Regions from separate parts of the Oryctolagus cuniculus genome. Here region 2 is linked to region 1. The links are chromatin contacts, called in public Micro-C maps. All regions are on one chromosome and are shown on one strand. Each heading gives the region's core, a stretch centred on a gene start, on an enhancer-like site or on the middle of the called end of the contact. The rest is flanking DNA. Distances are from core to core; before and after follow the strand shown. Region 1 holds the start of E2F3 (E2F transcription factor 3). Region 2 holds the start of CDKAL1 (CDK5 regulatory subunit associated protein 1 like 1).

Evidence for each region. Hi-C and Micro-C count contacts between places; a contact is called where the count stands out from the background.
Region 2: a Micro-C map of ear pinna shows a contact between it and region 1, with 9 times the contacts expected there. The contact joins the promoter of CDKAL1 here to the promoter of E2F3 in region 1. A contact is called at or near these places in 4 of 6 Hi-C or Micro-C datasets (ear pinna, psoas muscle, skin fibroblasts and 1 more).

Annotation. Positions count from the first base shown.
Region 1 is chr5:147,718,689-147,725,015 of mOryCun1.1, reverse strand. E2F3 (E2F transcription factor 3) reads right to left here and starts at 4,024. Exons shown (of 7, transcript XM_051854994.2): 1 at 3,278-4,024. The coding sequence starts at 3,661.
Region 2 is chr5:147,850,620-147,856,946 of mOryCun1.1, reverse strand. It overlaps CDKAL1 (CDK5 regulatory subunit associated protein 1 like 1), which reads right to left and starts at 2,631. Exons shown (of 16, transcript XM_008262511.4): 1 at 2,447-2,631; 2 at 1,667-1,710.

The DNA.
Region 1 (6,327 bases), core at 2,775-5,274:
CTTTGCAAACTTACAACCATTCTGCTTTATGTATGTGACTACAGAGGCCGTGTACAAGTGGTCTTCCACCATTTCTCTAATTTACATCTACCACTTGCCAGGCCCTGTGCTACAGAGTTCACGTGCTTTCTCAGGCGTGCACCTTTAGAACCTCACGGACAGGCCTGGTACCGTCACTAATATGCAGCGGAGGAAGCAGTTTTGAGAGATTAAGTATTTGGCAAAGATCACACACGTTGTCGGTGACAGAGGCAACAGAGCTAGTAGGGCAGCACTCGTGTCTTTCTCTCCCATAAGAAAAAGGTGAAGAATTTGCTCCTAGTTACATTCTTAGATGTTCTGGAGACAGAATTTGGTATCAGCACTAGATGGGTCTGCAACTCTGGCCACCTGAAGAATTCTCAACTTCTTGGGTTCCAAGCGCCCTTATCTTTGCTGAGCCAACCACTATCAGCTACGCCCATCCCATCGTTCCAGCTTAGGACACTATCATCAATATGCCAAGACTTGGGAAGTCACACAATTTTGATAAGGAAAAAGTCAAACTTTACATTCGGTGCTTAGAACTTCGTGTACATTGACTAGACACATATCCTACCCCCTCCCCAAGAATCAGCTCTTAAAAGCACAGATTAACCAGTGATTCAGCCCACATGACAATCCTCTATGAAAATGTTTCTGAATATGTACACAAGCAACATTTATATGCCTCTGATGGAAACAATTTTGGGAGTGCACACATTCGAAAGGATCTATATTCCTGGAATAATCCCATGGCAAGGAGGATAAAGTTTTAGAATAACTTGGAAGGTGGTGAAGGCAATCTTTGATACGGTAAATACATAAATACAATGAACTACATATAAATTTGGCTAGACAAGCCTTGGAGGCCTGGTCCAACAGGCACTGTAAGATTTTAAAAACAAAAACAAAAACCCAGCCATTTGGTGGTCTCCCATGATCAAAATTACCCCAGCCCATGAACATGAATCTACTCCAAAAGTATGTCAATGGCTGGTTGTTTCAGGTTGGGTTTACTGATACAGTAACAAGGCTGTGTAGGGGGGAAATATGCGTAAATATGTCCAAGCACGTTTAGGTCAAGTCAGTAGGAGTTATTCAGTGCTCATAAAAGCATGCAATATGACGAGAACCCAGCACACCAGGACGTGGAAAGCCAGCCTTGTATACTCTCTTTCCCCCCTGCTGGCAGACCCTAGTCACTAAAAAAAAAAAAAAAAAAAAAAAAAGCGATGAGCTCCTTTGACAGACCGCATCTCCCATCCCCAGCGAGTATCTCCAGGGCTGGAAAAGCAGTTAAGATCCAACCAGAGGAGACATCGGAACAGTAGGCAAAGAAAAACCTTGATTATTCCCAAACGCGTGCCACGTCCCAAGGTGCTGCCTAGAGGCAGACTCTGTGGAAGAGCCCTGCAAAATCTTGATCCTCCAGAAAACGAGCCCACTGGGGGCTGAGACAAGAGGAGCTCCACGCCGGGTATTAGCGGGCAAGCCTTTATCCAGCGGAGTCGGGTCCGGTTCTAGCCTCGCCACGAGGGTGAACGCCAGCAGCAGGCATGGAGGCAGGGGAGGGAGAGAGAAAAGGGAGAGAAGGGGGAGACCTCCGGGCCACGCTTCTTTCTGGTACCAACAAAAAGAGAAGCCGCATACTGACCTAAATCATCCCTCAAAGGCGCTTTATAAATGACGGGGACAAAGGGAGGGGGTGGCGGGTGGCCTGAGTACCCCGCAGACACCCTACCCTCTGACCCGCCCCCTCCCCCTCCAGCACCGGGCCGGCGGACGCGAGGCAGGGCTCCGCTCGGCCCCCCGGGGCGAGGACCCCATCTAGCCGCCCCCCGAGGAGCAGCCCGCCCGCACCGTGCCCACCCCCCACCCCCACCCCGGGGCGCACCCTGCCGCCCCGGGGCTCGCGAAGCCCGAGGCCGGGGCACTGACTTAGTTAGATTTTTCTTGCTTACTCATTTCCCTCCAGCACCCAACCCCCCGTTCCCACTCCAAAACCCCGCGCGGCCTCGGCCCAGCCCCGCCCGGTGCCCGGTGCCCGCGGCAGCGGCGGCGGCGGCGGCCCCGACCGTCCCGGTCACTAACCTGCTGCTGTAAGGGCATTTCCGAAACCAGCCTGGCTCCGGGGAGGCGGGGGCCGGCTGCAGAGGGGGCCCGGAGGGCCGAGCAGACCGGCGGCGCCGGGCGAGGGCGGGCGCCGGCGGGGGTGGGGAGAGCGGCGGGAGGCGGCGGTGCCGGGGGCGGGTGCGAGGGCGCCGGGACCGTCCCAGGCCAGGGAGCCGGCGAGCAGGAGGAAGTGGGTGCCCCCTCTGCCCCTCCAGCGCCCCCTCCCGCCGCCGCCGCCTCCCCAGTCACAGGCGCGTCCTCCGCGCACGTGTGCGAAACGTCACCGGCGGGTCCCGGGGAGAGGGGGACAGACCCGGGCGGCGGGACGGGAACCGGCTGCCCCCGCCCTCCGCTGCCGCCGCCGCCGGGGGCGGGGAGGGGGCCAGGGCGGAGGCGGCAGGGGCCAGGGGAGAGGCGGGTCAAGGGCAGGCCCTGGGCCCGGCGAAGAAGGCCCGGGCGCTCGGGCCACGCGGGCGCCGCCAGGATGCGCCCAGGCCGTGCACCAGCCGGCGAGCCCCTGGCCCGGGCAGCCCACGCCCCAGCCCGCAGCGGCTTTGCGCCCCACCCCCCGGGCCCCAACCCCCCTCTGTCTTCCCCCAGCCCCTTTGTTGCCCGGAGTTACAGATCCCAAAATGTGTCAAGCGCAGCTCGGCCGGGCCCCCCTGCGCTGCGCGATCACGCCGCGGGAACCCCCCGGCCGCCCACGCCGGCGAGGGGGCGCGAGCACCCACCACCACGGCCGCCCGGTCTGCACCCCCGGGGTCCCCCCCCAGCTCCCCAGTTCCCTGCTCCCTCCCCCACACCCCCTTCTCCATCCGGGGCGTGACCCCTTCCTACGCCCGAGAAAGAGGAAGCTTAGAGTTGGAGGGGAGGGGAGAGTGCGTGGGGTGGGGGGGTTAGGGAAAAGTGCAGGGGAAGCAGGGTGGGGGGGCCCGCGAAAAGTTTGCGAGTGTTCGCCGTGGGTCGCACCGAGGCGGCCCCCCGGCGCTTGAGGCGGGACGCGCAAGTCCCAACAATGAGCCCCCGGACAAGGGCAGCCTCGAAGGCCCACGCGGCCCGGCCTGGCGCTCTCGCCCGCACCCACCCACCCACCGACCCACCGCGCGCGCCCTCCCGCCGGGGCCGGGCCGGGGGGAGCAATTACCGGAGGGCCGCCGCCGCCGCCGCTGCCGCCGCGTCCCGGCGCTGGCGCCTGCTGCAGCAGCCCGGCTCTGCTGGAGGGTCCGTGCGGCGTGGTGTAGAGGAGGCTGCCGGCCGTCGGCTCCGCGCCGGGGGCGCTGGGGAGGAGGGGGCCGGCGGCCACGGCGCCGCTCTGCAGGGAGGAGGAGCAGGAGGAGGTGGAAGTGTTCGTGGTGAGGATCTGGATGTACGCGCCCGGGGCGGCGGCGGCGGCGGCGAAGCCCGGGCTGGCTAGCAGTGCCCTTTTGTCCATGGCGGCGGCGGCGGCGGCGGCGACGACAGCCGCCCCCTCCCCACCCCCGGCGGTCACCAGGTACTGCTCCAGGGCGGGCTGGATCCCCTTTCTCATCTCTCGCTCCTGCTCTCTTTTTTGAGTGTTACGCTATATGAATGTATTGCTTTCAATGTCTTTATTATTTGCAGCCGGAGTTTCCAAGTCTCTCTCCTCTCTCTTTTTTCTTTTTTATTTTTCCGCACCGCACGGGCCCCAGGGGCCAAAAATAATCGGGGCTCTGGAGAGAGGAGGGTCCCGGCCGCACGGATATCAGACCCCGAGGACGGATGGAGGCGTCGGGGTCGGCCGATGCAACGGATTGCGAGGCGGCGGCGGCAGCCCGGGTGCTGCGGCCGGCAGCTGAAAAATGGCTCCAGGAAGCTGCTGCTGACAATGAATGAAGGGATACGGTTTACGCGCCAAGGTCCTCCCGCGAAACTCGGATTTCCCGCCGGCTTTTCAAACCATATTTGCATATCCCCGCCCCTCAACCCGCCGAGGACCGTTCCCACAGCCCATTGGGCCTCCGTCGCCTCCCTTCAGTCCCAATCGCGGAGCAGGGCCGCGATCGACTGCTTTCCATTGGCTGTCGGGCATCGTGGTTACCGGGGCGACAGGGGTCCTATTTGCATAGGCCTGTTTGATTGGTTGGGGTCAGGGCAGGTTTTTTTTTTTTTCTTGGAGGGTGGAGCAACACCTTCGCTGCTCTCCCACGGCTGACCACGCCTGCCTCGGGCCCCGCCCCGGCCCCGGCCGCCCGCGGGGTTGGCTCCCCTGACCGGGGCTGGCACTCAGATCTCTGCGCGCTGGATGTCAATCTAGCCGAGAGCGCAGGTTTCGCTTTTGCAAACTGTCAAGGTGACCACGGGGACACTTTGGGGAACAGCTCTTTGGCTGGTCAGGGCAGTGGATGAGCAACTGCATGCAGGAGATCCTCCCCAGATGTGCGCCTGGCAGGTGGAAGCTGAGCCCTTTAACTCGGGGCGCTCTCGAGTCCTGAGATCCAGCCCTCGCGGCCCCGACAGCGGAGGCTGACCGGTACACAGGACCGTGGGGGCAGGAGGTTCGGCTCACGGCCATGGCGGGCTCTACTTCGTTCCCGCTCCAGAGCTTTCCTGCTAGCTGCATTATCGGCCCGGGGTGGGTTTCGGTGGAAACTCACTCTTTTGGGCAAAGGACATCAAGTACCGCGGAGTTACTGGCAGGAGGCCACCCGACACTGTGCGGCCCAGAAGCACGCAGGGCAGTTCGTCAGGGCTAACCTAGAACTATGCAATCCGCGGGCAGTAATCCCAGGAAGGCGCTCGCTTCCAGGATGACGTGGTGATCTCGCGAGCTGCGCCCGCGCCGGCCCGCGCAGCCCGGGTTTCTTGGCAAGTTCGCCCCGGGAAAGCAAACTCCGAGCCGCCCAGACCGACGCCGGAAGATTTCAGAAGACTCTTTTTTTTTTTTTTTTTTTTTTCTAGTAAACTCGAAATTGTCGTCAAAAAATATTATGACATATTGTTGTCAAGTGGACTTCTGGATTGGTACAGCTCTTCACGGGCCTTAAAATTAAAAACTGCTCCCGTGAGACTTTTTTTTTTTTTTGCAGAAAAGAGACCCCTACAGGAATGTAGGGAAAGGTGTCTGTGTCCTTATCTACATTCCTGTCACTGCTAGGTGATGACGATGGCAATACCTTGAGCCCATTCACCAGACTTTCATAAATTAATTTTTCCCCAAAACTCATGTGCTCGGAGCCCCCCGAAACGCCCAACAGGATTCCTTAAATACCTCAGACCTGTTACCTTTTTTGAAACAGCAAACCTTGCACCAGTCTCAGAAATATTTTTGTCTTTCATTCAAGCTTGTTGAGGTTCTGTGGCCCAGAACCCAAACATTGCTTGACGCTGATAGGCTGATACTGTCTTTGGGGGGCATATTAGGTGGTATTTAAAGCCCATCGATTCCTGGGTGAGCCGGAGATAGTGTAGTAGCAACTTCTTTGATCTTGTCCCGTCAGTGTTGTTTCCCACTGTGGGTCACCATGGAGGAAACTAGCACTGTCACTTCTTGGATATCACCCTCTGCAGAATGGCGCTGGCAGCCTACATCATGGGGTCGTGGGGGAAGGCTGGTGCCACATGCACAGTCATTATGGGCCTGCATTTAACCATGAGAGAAGCCTGGGACTGGGACTGGGCACAGAGTCTGGGCTTGGGCTCCCAGTAAGTGATTGTAGCAGGATAAATGCAGCCACAAGAAAGCAAACGTTCACCACCCAGATCCACACCTGTGACCCTCGCTCAGAAAGCTTTGAAATATTTATCATTCGCCTTAGCAAGTTATATTTTTTTTCACATAGAGAAACAGATGTTTTGACATGTTTATGTCTGTTGAACCCTAGGATCAGGAAGTGGAGGGAGCGTTCAGGGAGAAGAGGTATTGGAAACAAGAGGCTAAAATCAGAGGTAGTCTATTCATTTGTGGAGAGGCAGCATGTTTTAGTAAAAAGAAAATGAGTTTTGGAGTCAGCGGGAGCTGGGTTCAAATTCTGTTCTGCCTCTGACTAGCTTTATAGTTTTAATCATTAAACAGGCCGGCGCCGCGGCTCACTAGGCTAATCCTCCGCCTAGCGGCGCAGGCACACCGGGTTCTAGTCCCGGTCGGGGCGCCGGATTCTGTCCCGGTTGCCCCTCTTCCAGGCCAGCCCTCTGCTGTGGCCAGGGAGTGCAGTGGAGGATGGCCCAGGTGCTTGG
Region 2 (6,327 bases), core at 1,382-3,881, 130 kb before region 1:
AGATGGAAGATCTCTCTTTCTTTCTCCCCATCTCTGTAACTCTGCCTTTCAAATAAGTAAATAAATAAATCTTTAAAAGAAGAAAATACTGGTAAATCATGTATCTGGCTATTGTTGAATATCAGACTATATAAAGAACACAACTCAAAAATAAAGACAAGTAATGCAATTTAAAATATGGGCAGGGTAAGTATTTGGTGCAGCAGTTAAGACACCACTTGGGACACCCTCATCCCTTATCAGAACACCTCACCTCCACTCCAAATTCCAGCTTCCTGCTAATGAATGCCCTGGGAAGCAACAGATGATAGCTCAAGTACTTGGGACCCTGATACCCACATGGAAGACCCAGATAGAGTTCCCAGCTCCTGGCTTCCGTCTGGCTCATCCCCAGGTGTTGCCATCAATTGAGGAATCAACCAGTAAGTGGGAGTAAAGATAGAGAGAGGGGTCTCCCTTTCAAATAAGTTAAAACTTTAAATATGTGCAAATGACTTAAATAGACAGATCTCCAAGGAAAATATGAAAATGGCTGACAAGCACAAGAAAATCCAGCAAGGACATCCAAACCATACCTGGTATATTACTTCACATCCATGTGAATGGTATAACAAGAAAGATAATGACATTATTAATAGCATGTGGTTGGGGCCAGTTATTCCTCTGCCTGCGGCACTGGCATCCCATATAGGCACCAGTTCTAGTCCTAAGTGTTCCACTTCCAATCCAGCTCTCTGCTATGGCCTGGGAAAGCAGTAGAAGATGGCCCAAGTCCTTGGGCCCCTGCACCCACATGGGAGACCCAGAAGAAGCTCCTGGCTCCTGGCTTCGGATCAGCACAGCTCCTGCCATTGCGGCCATCTGGGGAGTGAACCAGCCGATGGAAGACCTCTCTGTCCTGCTCACTGTCTATAACTCTACCTCTCAAATAAAATAATTATCTTTAAAAAAATTAATAGCATGTGGTTTACATCACCATTACCCAGGGAGAATGAGACCAGTTAGAAGACAAAATACAAAATAAGGCATAAAGAACTCCAAATTTAACTGCCCAGGAGAACCACCTATAATGGAAACTAAGAAGCAGCCAGCAGAGAAAATCGGGGTCACAGAAGTCCCCCCAAAAAAGGTGGGGGGTGCATATTCAGAAAGCAGACACAATCAGTGCTGCTAAATGAAAATGAAAGGTTAAGCAATATAAATGAAAATATGTAAGGGGCAGCATTGTTGGCATAGCGAGTAAAGCCGCCGCCTACAATGTCGGCATCCCATATGTGCGCCAATTTGAGTCCCACCTGCTCCATTTCCCATCTAGCTCTGCTATGGCCTGGGAAAGCAGAAGAAGGCCCAAATCCTTGGGCCCCTGCACCCACGTGGGAGACCCGGGGGAAGCTCCTGGCTTCGGATCAGCACAGCTCCAGCTGTTGTAGCCAACTGGGGAGTGAACCAGCGGATGAAAGACCTCTCTCAGCCTCTCCTTTCACTGTGTAACTCTTTCAAATAAATAAATAAATCTTTATAAAAAAAGAAAAGAAAATATGTCTTGGATTTAGTGGTATGAAAATCATGTTTCCATGAAATGATAGTGGTAAATTTGCCAAGAAATTAAGCTATCTTTCTTCACATTCTAATTTGTAATATGCCACTCAAAAGGTTTAAAATCTACCTTGATTATTAGCAATTAGTCTCACGTCCTCTTGAAAGATGAGTCTGGAAAATAAAAACTGATTACAAAAAACAAGCACCCAGCAAGCTTACAAAACCAGTGTAAGGACTTAAAACTACCTAAAAGGAATCAGACTTCACCAGACAGCTTTATAGGGTAGGGTTAACGAAGTTCCACACCACTGCTGCTTACTGCTAACAGACAGGTGTGCCGCGATCTGCCAAGCCGGTGATCCAGCCTCTGACCCTAGGAATAGGTGCCACCCCACACTACAACACGTCAGCGCAATGCGTGTAAGCAGCTCCTACAAAACAGTAACAGGCACCGGGACAGGCACCCGGATCACCGTCCACCCAAAGACACGTGTTACCCCGAGAATCCGCAAGATTCCCTAAGTACAGGAGAACAAAAAGTGAAAGAGCAGAACAGCTGCTCCTCTGGCCAACTTCGGTTTAAATTCTTCATAAGATATCTCTGTGAAAGTTGGATGATTGAAGCCCTTGCCACTTCCCACAGGTTCACTAGCGTAGAAAGTGGGAGAACAATGAAGTTAAATCTAACCACTAAGAAGAGATCTCCTAACATCTGAGGTCAAAGACCTCTTCCTCACTGCCGGCAGCGCAATCTGCCTCCCATTCCCCCATCCCAGCTGGCGAGTTCCCTTCTAACTGCGGAACAAATAAGCAAATCGCCCAAGACTGAAAATACAGAAATAAAGGTTCGCCATTAAAGGGCCTCAGACTCCACTCCGCCCTGCTAGGATCTACTCGGCAGTCTTACCTTGCAGTCAGGAATTAACAACCGGCCCAAAACGAAAGCAAATCAACACTCTTCAGAAACTACGGACTTTACATGGAGCGCGCCATGACACCCACGTCCCGCCACGTTTATTTACGCATGCTCGGCGACGGTGTCCCGGAGAGGTCAAATTGCGTCATTGCTGAACGCGCCGGGTTCCGGTTTAATTCGATTAATAAGTTTCTTGGATTCCAGACAAAATACATTCATAGGTGTTTGGATTCTAGAATCTCTTCATAACTAACTTTTACGTAACTCTTATTGTCAGTCACTCTGCTAATCGCTTTACATAAACATTACCTCACTGTTTATTTATTATTACTATTTCTAAGCGTTTACAAAAGAGGGAACAGGGAGTTTTAAATACTTAGGCGAAGTTGCGCTTGAATCCCGTTTTGATTCCCAAAGAACCTAGTAGCTTCCTTAACCTTTGGGGAAAGTGGCTCTTTAGTAGGAAAAAACATTTAGTAGATTAAATGTAACGTAGATCATGCGACATCAAGCAAGTAATTTGAGATTTTTGTTTTTACTTAATTTTGGAATGCTGAGACAGCATGGAGGAAAACAGCGTTTATGGAGTATACTGATCCTAAATTGGTTGTTTTACCTATTGCTTCACTGTATTATTCTTGACTCAAGACACTGGTATTTGGTATTCTGCTTGCAGAAAGAACATCTCCACTTAAAAAAAAAAATGTGGAGACAATAGGCCACCAACAGGACTCAGAAATCGTGACTTTATGCCCAACTTTGGGTTTCACAGTGATTTGGGACAAGAACTTTACATTTTGCAAATACCTTTCTGAGCACAATTTCTTCTAATTAAAATACCCTCCTTTTCTCTGCTTACTCATACCCATAAGAATCCCAATGGCCTCCTGCAGTCCTCCTCCAACTCAGTAAAATTGTGTTGTCCCTGAGCTGCCTTCTTGCTTGTGATCCTACTGCCTGGCTCATAACCTTGCATACAATAGTGTCTTGGTAAACATATGTGAGTGAAAATCATGAAGTGAAATGCAGTAGTCCCTCCTAATCCCAATTCTGTTTTCCGAGGTTTCAGTTATCCACAATCAACCACAATCCAAAAATATTAAATGGAAAACTCCAAAAATAAATAATCCATAAGTTTTAGACAGCTTTTGTTAGACTCCTTTGCTATAATTATGATATTTTGTTATGTTATTGTTCATTTGTTTCTTGCCTGATTTATAAATTAAACACTATAATAATAATTATATATGTTTAGAAAAATAGTATATAACTGTATAGGGGTCAATACTATTGATGGTTCAGGCATCCAGCGGGGAGTCTTAAAAGGTGTCCCCTGTAGATAAGGGAGAGCTCCTGTAAATTAGCCTCTGGTTGTCTTTGGACTGATACTGACTTTTCTCCATGTAATCTAACCACTAGGGGTCAGAGTGCTATACTTGTAACATCAGCTCTCCTATTCCAACAATTTACACAAATAGGTTTGAGTCAATTCTATAATGAATTTTATCTTTTCATGCTTACACTCTCAGTACAAGTGTTTGGGAGCTATACAAGGGCCCATGGCCCAGGCCAGAGCAATGGGAACACCGCATGTAAATCAAACAAGGCCAGCGTGAATTCTGGGCTCTCCATCAGCTGCCAGAATGTGGGGCTGAACCTTCCAGGCTACCATGTGCAGAACCTGCCTGAGACCAGAACGATTCCAGAGGAAAGCATAGTTGAGCAACGAATGGAGTAGTCAGTAAGCTCTAAACACAACTGGAAGCTCTTACTTTCAGCCAGCTTTATTCTGAGCAGTTTTGTGAAGAAGTAAGTCCTCCCTTTTTTCTTAAGATAATTAAAATGGATTTCTGTCCCCTCCAAATGAAAAAAAAATCCCAAATTTCTTATTGCTACATATTCTCTTCTTAAAAAAAGGGGGGTGGGGGTGGGGCTGGCACTGTGGAGTTAGGCACGGCATCCCATATGGGTGCTAGTTCGAGTCCCAGCTGCTTCTCTTCCCATCCAGAAAACAGAATATGGCCCAAGTACTTGGGTTCCTGTACTCACTTGGGAGACCAGGAAGACGATCGTGGCTCCTGGCTCCTGGCTCCTGGCTTCAGATCAGCATAGCTCTAGCCATTGCGGCCATTTGGGGAGTGAACCAGCAGATGAAAGAACTTTCTCTGTATCTCTCCTTCTCTGTAATTCTATCTCTCAAAGAGATAAATAAAATCAGTGGAGGATGGCCCAAGTGTTTCAGCCCTGCACCCGCATGGGAGACCAGGAGGAGGCACCTGGTTCCTGGCTTCGGATCGGTGCAGCTCAACAGCCGTGGCGGCCATTTGGGGGGTGAACCAACGGAAAGGGAGGACCTTTCTGTCTCTCTCTCTAACTCTGCCTGTCAACAAATTAATTAATTAATTAAAATTAAAATTAAAAAAAAAATTTCCTGACAGAGAGTTCCCATCTACTGGTTCTCTCAAATGCCCTCAGCAGCCTGAGTGGAAGCCAGGATCTAAGAGCTTATTCAGTCCTCGCATGTGGGTGGCAGGGACCCAATTACTTGAGCCATGACCTGCTGGCTCCTAGGATGCACATTAGCAAGAAGCTAGAGTCAGGAGCAGAGCCAGGTATCAAACCCAAGAACTCCAATATGGGACACAGTATCCTAACCAATGTCTTAACCATTAGACCGAACACCTGCCCCTACATATTCTCTCTTCTTAAAAAATATACTTTATTTATTTGAAAGAGTTATGGTGGGGGTAGAGAGACAGAAACAGAGACAAGGAGACCTTCATCACACGTTCAATCCCCAGATGGCCACAATAGCCAGTGCTCATTTGGTCTGAAGCCAGGAGCCAGGACCTTCCCGGTCTCCTATGTGGCGGCAGAGGCCCAAGCACGATGCTTTCCCATGTGATGAGTAAAGAGCTGGATTGGAAGTGAAGCAGCTGAGACTCAGTCTGGTACCCATATGTGATCTCCATGTCACAGACAGTGGCTTTACCCACTATGCCACAACACTGGCCCCTATGTATTCTCTTGATGATTAAAAAATAATAATTTGCATGTGCTATCTAACTCCTTGATTGCTTGTAAGTATCTGTGGGAAACAGACACATAATGTTTTCTCTGTCCTTCAGTAATATATGACTCTATAAATTACAAAGCTGCAGGGGTCGGCACTGTGGTGCAGTGGGTTAACGCCCTGGTCTGAAGTGCCGCCATCCCATATGGGTACCGGTTCGAGACCTGGCTGCTCCACTTCCGATCCAGCTCTCTGCTGTGGCCTGCAAAAGCCATAGAAAATGGCCCAAGTTCTTGGGGCCCTGCACCCGTGTGGGAGACCCAGAAGAAGCTGCTGGCTTCAGATCGGCACAGCTCTGGTCGTTGCAGCCAATTGGGGAGTGAACCATCAGATGGAAGACCTCTCTCTCTGCCTCTCCTTCTCTCTGTGTAACTCTCACTTTCAAATAAATAAATAAATATTTAAATAAATAAATTACAAAGCTACAGAGTTGTATGATAATATATTTATGACATATGTACATTATACCAAGGATTGTACAGGAAACAATACAGACCAAGATTGCTACCCTTTTAAGAGTTTATATGTTAGCAGTTTATATGATAGACAAAACATACTGAATATGATATAAAGCTTATACAGTGTGTTCAAAGCTGATACTAACGGCCAAAAAAACCCATAGCAGGTTAAAGAGTACAAAGAGTCAGGGCTTGGGGCAGATGTTGTGTGGTATAGCAGGTAAAGTCCTAAGGGAGAAACATAACCTGCATGCCTGAGAAACAGCAGGAAAATTGGATTGTTCAGATAAGAGAGGAGTTCAGATCCAAGGTCCAGCAGGCCACAATTGGAACTTTGGCTT